Regions from separate parts of the Mus musculus genome. Here region 2 is linked to region 1. A link is a contact called in public promoter capture Hi-C data. All regions are on one chromosome and are shown on one strand. Each heading gives the region's core, a stretch centred on a gene start, on an enhancer-like site or on the middle of the called end of the contact. The rest is flanking DNA. Distances are from core to core; before and after follow the strand shown.

Region 1 (3,525 bases), core at 389-2,888:
AAAAACTCCTAGGATGTAAAGTGGGGTGGGGTACAGTCCAAAGCCAGGTACCCTGGTTCAGGCCATCATGGACATACACTTGTGCAGTCTTTGTCAAGAACCACTCCTTGAGTCTTAAGGCCCTCACCTATCAGAGAGCAATTCTGCGAGGATTAAATAAGGCTCACATTAAATGTGCATAAGGCACTTCAGACAGCACCTGGCACCGTGGGGTTCTCCCATCAACACTTGTTGTTAATGAAATTGCTGAGACAAGACACACACACAAAGAGGTAACTAACAACCCAAGGCATCATGCCTGCCACCGAGGGGCATCTGTTTGGGGAAAACAAGGCTGCACGTGAGTGCAGACAAGACAATGAGCAGGGTTCATGATAGTGCCAAGGAGGGGCCTGCAGCATACCCTGAATTAATAATCACCTTCAGCATCAATCACACACTTACCGAGACTCCCATTCACCACATGAGAACCACATTGAAACCAAATATCTCTCCCGGGCAGATATACAAATGACATTCCATCCTACCACAAAGACACTTGCTCATCTTTGTTCATGGCAGCTTTATTCACCATAGCCAGAAACTGGAAACAACCAAGACGTCCTTCAACGAAGGAATGGATAAAGAAAATGTGGTACACACTTACACAATGGAGTATTCCTCAGCTGTTAAAAACAATGGCATCATGAAATCTGCAGGCAAATGGATGGAACTAAGAAACAAATCTTCCTGAGTAAGGTAACCCAGAAAGACAAACATGGTGTGTACTCATTGTTAGCTGCTAAGTAAAGGATAACAATCCACAGACCCAGAGAGGCTAAGGACCAGGGAGGGGACAATCAAGTGGGGACACACAGATCCTCCTGGGAAGGGAAATAGAATATATATCGCAGGTGAACTGGGCATAGGTGGAGATGGGAAAGGAAGGATCAGGTCAGAAGAGGATGGAGAGGGAGAGGGTACTGGTAGAGACAAGTGGCTTCTCAATAAGAGAGTATGTCCGGTAGGCATATCACCTTTCAAATCCCCTGGGACACAACACAGATTCTACACACCTATGACTTGAGTCACCAGCAACCTTACATCTTCCCTACTGGGAGGACCCATATATCTAGAAAGGCTCTAGCTAAAGGAAAAATAATCTGAAATCACAAAAGCAAGGGGCCTCAAGACAAGGCTACCACCACAGCAATTAGCAGTAGGAATCATGAGATGCCTACTCCCACCCAAGGTGACTCTCTGAATTGTCCCAGGCCACTGCCCATAAAAATGTGAGCTTCTGCCGGTCAGTGGTGGCGCATGCCTTTAATCCCAGCACTTGGGAGGCAGAGGCAGGCGAATTTCTGAGTTTGTGGCCAGCCTGGTCTACAGAGTGAGTTTCAGGACAGCCAGGGCTATACAGAGAAACCCTGTCTTAAAAAAAAAGCTTCCGGGCAGTTCTTAATTACTTTTACACGTAAGCCCAGCCCTCTGTGCTCTCCTATGGCCAGAGATCCACAAACAAGGGGCATGCATGCCCCTTGCACAGGTGGAAAGGACCAGCAGTAGAGCCACGAGAGCCTATGTATCCTAGACAACAGTGAAGCTGTATAGGGAGACATTGGTGGAGGGGCTGCTCAGGAAGAATGTCCTGTTTGCTGCTGCGTTCAGGAAATGTGACACGCATCAGAGGAGACACCAGGCCCCTTCTGGCTTAGGTGGGATGTTCAGTGGAGCGTGTAACAGGCCAGACAATGAGATCTTTGCAGAATTCCTTAACGACTGCATCGTCTGGAAGGGTATCAGGGGGATGGAAGGCACTGCCCCTGCAATCAGGGAGCAGTGCTCATTTGCACACAAAGTGGGCATGGGGTGGGCATGCATGTGTGTGTACGTGCGTGCGCGAGCAAACGCAGACACACACACTCATGTGAGAGAGATAGAGAGACAGAGAGATGAAGGGAGGGAAGGGGGAAACAGACTCTAATTACCAGTGGCCACTACAGGCATATTAAAATTGGGAAGACCACAGGCCACAGCAGGAAAGAGAGGGGCTCATCTGACATGGCTGAGTTTTGGCCTGGTATTCTATATGTGCAATGGGAGGGATGCAAGTTTGGGGTCTCTGCACCAAACTGAACTCACTTCTCAGCTCTATGCTGGCTTTTCTGGGGACCTTGGGCAAGAACCCTATCAATTCATACCCCCTCCTCCCACTCTCTCTGTCCTTCCCCCTCCCTTCCTCCCTCCTCTACTGTACAAAGGAACTCTCCCTGCTGCTGGAGGATGTCAGGCAGGCTGCTGGGGTAGAACTGTTGTCAACATTCTTAGCCAGCTGTGGATCCCCGTATGCAACAGTACTTACTGACTGCCTAATCAGATGAGCTTGGTGGTGTAATAGTGACCAGTCTGTTATGGGGGTAGCCAACCATTTCTTGATTGATTTGATGCCTGCTCCAAAGGTCCAAATCCATTGTCTGGTGGTATAAACCTAGTGATGGGTACATAAACTGCTATTTTGCTAAATGGGACATCACAGTTTGTCAAGTTGCCTTCTAACTATGTTTATGCCCACAGACTAACACTCCCGTCAGCTTTGTATGGAGAAGTTTCTTGCAGTGATCAGCAGTGACTTCAGAGACTGGGAACTTGTCAAAGTACAGAGAATAAATGGCTGTTAACGACCTAGCCAGAAGTAGGACATCTACAACTCTCTAAGGCGAGGAGAACACCAGAGAAGATAGGGCAGAAAGAAGGTGAGAGCTGGAAATGGCATGGGATGCTGACCTCCAGGAATACCATGGATTTTGAACTCTTAAGCTTAAGGCATCTGTACAAGCTCTACAAAAGACTGGGCCTGTCAGCTGACACCTGATAGACGAGAGAGGCCATGCAGGGCACTGCATCCAACCCTAAGGATTTATCAGTAGGTGATAGGAGAGGGAAAGACAGCATTCTTTAGTCGTGTAGCCACTAGTTAGGTACACATGCTTCTGTAAATAGTATAACAAAATACACACACACACACACACACACACACACACACACACACACAGAGGAAGAGGAATAGCCAGCATGGGTGGAGCACAAATAAGGTTAAGCAAGAGATGATTAGACGCTAATAAAATATTAAAAATGGGTGTCTTGCCCTCATAGGTTTAGGGAGATAAGCCCAACTGAGTGAATGACACTGAAGTATAATGCTAGAGAATGGAGAACTATAGGAGGAGTTACATCATTACACAACAAAAGCCTGTTGGGTCTGCATGATCTGCATACAATTCACAAACAAGGCTTACCTATCCATCAGGCAGGCTGAGGGTCTGACCTGTGACGTCGAGCCAGCCCCAGGGTTAACAGTGGCTCACCTGCTTGGAGGGTGGGGAAATAAAAACACACGTATTTTCCTCCAATAGACTCTGAGGGATGCCTCTCCTTTACCCTCCAGAGAGCTGGCCACCATGCACAACAGGGCATGTACTCCACTGGAAAGCTGGCTCGCCCTCACCCAACACGACAGCACTGCTCTAGGAAGGCCCTGTCATG
Region 2 (3,776 bases), core at 367-2,866, 150 kb after region 1:
TCCATCCTTTATACTTAAAAATAAATGTACAGCAGAAAAACACGCTATACAAATAGCTTCTTTTTTTTTAATTTATTTATTTTATTTATATGAGAACACTGTCGCTTTAGTCAGGCACACCAGAAGAGGGCATTGGATCCCTTGTCAGATGGTTGTGAGCCACCATGTGGTTGCTGGGAATTGAACTCAGGTCCTCTAGGAAGAGCAGTCAGTGCTCTTAACCACTGAGCCATCTCTCCAGCCCACAAATAGCTTCTTTTAAAGAGTCAATTCCTACCATCCCATGCTAAACCTCAGTAACTGCAAAAGCACTTTTTAGCATCTCCATGGAATAGCTGATAATCCTATGGTTTACCTTTGGGTTCCTCTCTTCCCCCTTGCTCTTTCCTTTCCTTTCCTTTCCTTTCCTTTCCTTTCCTTTCCTTTCCTTTCCTTTCCTTTCCTTTCCTTTCCTCTTCTTCCTGTAAACTCCAACCAAGTAATTAGGTATTAACCGAGTAATTAGGTATCAGTAAAGAAATGTTAAGATAACCTCAAACATATCCCACTGGAAGCCTCAAAGCACCTCTCCTGGGACTTTCCATGGAAGAAACCCTGTGGCCTCCTCACTGCTTAGTGAAAGGCGACACAGAGCTGAGGCCCTACCTAGATTCCAAACATTCTTGGAAACCCAGAGGAGAAGAAAAATCGACCACCCTGTCTTCATCCAAACTACTGGAGAGCTCAGCAACTGGTTACATGAAAAGATCTCTTCATAGCCCTTCCACCGTTGCCTGGCAGCTGTGAGCATGCCAAGACAGAGCCCGAAGCACAGAGACAGGCAGCCAGCTATAAATCTTACCCAGTCTCCCCCAAAAGCCTTTAAAACCATTCCCGTTTTGAAAGGATGAGAAAATCCAGGCCCCGGACAATGCAGCAAAACATCTGAGTTACTAAAACATCCTCTGTAGGATCCGGCCTAGATAAGCAAGGCGCTCTCTCTCTCTCTCTCTCTCTCTCTCTCTCTCTCTCTCTCTCTCTCTCTCTCTCTCTCTCTCTCTCTCTCCCTCTCTCTCTCTCTCTCTCTCTCTCTCTCTCTCTCTCTCTCTCTCTCTCTCTCTCTCTCTCTCTCTCTCTCTCTCTCTCTCCTTAGCAAACACTAAAAAAGAAACTAGTTTCATTAGAAACTTCCAGCATGAAAAGGCCAGAGGGGAAATGTGCTTTAGGAGAGGGAAGCACAGTCAGGGGACACTGGCCTGTACATGGTGACCTCTCCCATCAGTGCCTCTGCAGCGGGCGGGTGGACAATGGGGTGATCTGCTCCAGGAATCTTCACACCATTACCACCAAATGGACTGTAGACTGGCTCTGTGATTTGCATTCTGGTGAGGGACGAGGGAGACAGAGGACCTGCAATCATAGTCTGTCTCTGTCTCTGTCTCTGTCTCTGTCTCTGTCTCTCTCTCTCTCTCTCTCTCTCTCTCTTCCATTTCCATGGCTACTGAGGAGGGCAGGAAGCAGAGAGGGCTGGAATGTTGGTCTCAGGTTCCCCGAAGAATTAAACAGAAGTCTTCACATTCCACATAAGCACGGTGGGTGCAATGTCTGTGTGTAGGTTTGTATTACTCGTGTGTGCTCATGTGTAACAAAGCATGCTGGCGTATGCTTAGGGTAGGTCTAGTCTATCCTTGGGTCTGGGCTTCTAGTTCTTCAAAACTATCCAGTAGCCTGCTGCACTTTAACCTTCTTCTGACCTTGGAAAGGTGAACAGAAACGCACTGGTATGCATTCGTCTCGGCTCTATGCTCATCTGAGGAATCCTTCAAACCAGTGACTGAGCCACCTGTGTCACCTCCCTGAAGCCTTGGACATCAGCAGTCTCCACACACGGGGCCTCGAACACTGGCGACTACACAGCAAGATGATGAGGGGCTGCAGTTGGCTCCCACAGTGCACTGAGATGAAAAAGTCACTGAGAACTCAAGGCCCCAAATCTCCGGGGAGTTAATCTTAGACTTCCTTCAGTTGGGGGTTTCGTTGGAGAACTGCAGGGAACTTTTATGTTGAAGTGCTTCACAGTGTGGGGGACCCTAGGGACCTATTCAAGAGCCCTGTACCCCCCAGGATGACAAGGAATACAAGGTTTAGGGTGTCGCTCTGGGAACATGTGTGTGTGTGTGTATGTGTGTGTGTGTATGTGTGTGTGTGTGTGTGTGTGTGTGTGAGAGAGAGAGAGAGAGAGAGAGAGAGAGAGAGAGAGAGGCAGACAGACAGACAGAGAGAGAAAGAGAGAGCACGCGCTTGTGTGCACACAGGAACGCAGGATATGGTCAGGCTCTCAAAGCCCTGCTGTGAAGTTTTGCATCTAGACCCATAATTTAACTAAACACCAAAGCTCTCCACACACCCCTTGGTGCTACAAAAGCCCCAGCATGCATGCCAGTCCTGAAAATTGCTGTTTACACGTGGCCTGAGCCAGCTGCTAACTACAGCTGCACACACACCCCCCCCCCCTTCCTGCCTCTAGCTAGAGAGCTGGTGTGTGCTGGGCTGGGGTGGATTTTGGTTTTGATTTTGGTAAGTTTTTAAAACTCCTCTTTTAAAACAATGTGCTTCCATCTGAAATGATCACTCAGAGTGAGGGCCCACTTGTGGGTCTTATTCTGTAGTCCAGGCTTGAACTTGTAGCAATTCTCCTGCCTCAGAGCCTTCCCAACTGTGGGGACCACAGGCATCAGTCATCATGCATGATTACTGCAAAGGGAGATAATTCCAATAGGGTGTTATATGTGCGATGGGAGGTTAGGGGAAAGAACACTTTAAGAACACACGAAGGGGGAAGTTAGCTCTAATACTATTGGCCCAAAGATACTAGTGATCACCAAAGCTAAAAGTCCAAATATGTCTTAAACCAAGCACATGAGAAGGCAGGAAGTGGGTCCCTCAGCAGGTTCAGGCCGAGAATTCAAATCAACTCTCTTGCTATTATATGTTTGTTCTGGAAAAGAGTTCCAAGTCCCCTAGGTAGAAAATATGAACTATTTGCACCTCCAAAAGCCTAGGCTGCTCTCCCCCGTGTCCTCTCACCCTGGGGAACTCTATGATAGAGAAAGCTCAGGATGGTTTGAATGCTAGCTCGTTATGGGATCCAGTTCATCATCCCCATCACGTGTATAGAAAAATCAAGCCCCAGCAAAAAGAATCATCTTCAACTCAAAGGCAAGGTGTGCACTATGGAGGACTCCTTCAAAAGGGCACAGACAGACTCCCATCCATTAGCCCAAGTGATAAAGGAGAATGTAGTGCTTACTGAGTCCAAAGTCAAGGATGGAATACTCCACCGAGAGTCCATGGCAGAGTTCCCTCTGCATTTGAGAATTTGACTCAGGCTTTATACTAACAACACGTGAATGGAAGACATGGGACAATCCCAAGACCACCACTTAGGCCTCCAGGCCCATTCCCCAAGGTGTTCCTCCAAGGAACACCCATACCCCATTGCAATTTTGTTGGGGTATGGGTGGGTGGTAGGGGTTTAAGACAATGTCTCACTATGTAACCTTGGCTGGCCTGGAACTCACTTATGTAGATCTGGCTGACTCTAGAGATCTATCTGCCTCTGCCTCATGTGTGCTGGGATTAGAGGTACCCATCACTACCATTCCCAGCTCCCTGGAATTTTTCCACCTTTCATTATGTTCACCACACCAAAATATTACTTGTCATCGCCACCACCATCAATATTTCTAGGGTCTGGGCAGAAAACAGACTGGTGGTCAAAACAGGTCCCTCCAAAA

The links. Capture Hi-C pulls out chosen DNA fragments and counts their contacts.
Region 2: a promoter capture Hi-C map of adipose tissue shows a contact between it and region 1. The contact joins two enhancer-like sites. A contact is called at or near these places in 1 of 484 Hi-C or Micro-C datasets (nephron progenitors), 3 of 115 datasets of contacts at active chromatin or transcription factors (cardiomyocytes, embryonic stem cells and large pre-B cells) and 2 of 9 other capture datasets (adipose tissue and pancreatic islet).

What each region holds. Positions count from the first base shown.
Region 1 is chr11:88,445,858-88,449,382 of GRCm38.p6, forward strand. All of the region lies in intron 7 of Msi2 (musashi RNA-binding protein 2), which reads right to left. Among named protein-coding and RNA genes, the nearest start is that of Mir378b, 95 kb to the left of the region's middle. Within about 2 kb of position 1,639, at least 13 of the 459 cell types and tissues checked have an H3K27ac peak or open chromatin away from gene starts, as enhancers often do.
Region 2 is chr11:88,593,390-88,597,165 of GRCm38.p6, forward strand. All of the region lies in intron 5 of Msi2 (musashi RNA-binding protein 2), which reads right to left. Among named protein-coding and RNA genes, the nearest start is that of 0610039H22Rik, 24 kb to the right of the region's middle. Within about 2 kb of position 1,617, at least 107 of the 459 cell types and tissues checked have an H3K27ac peak or open chromatin away from gene starts, as enhancers often do.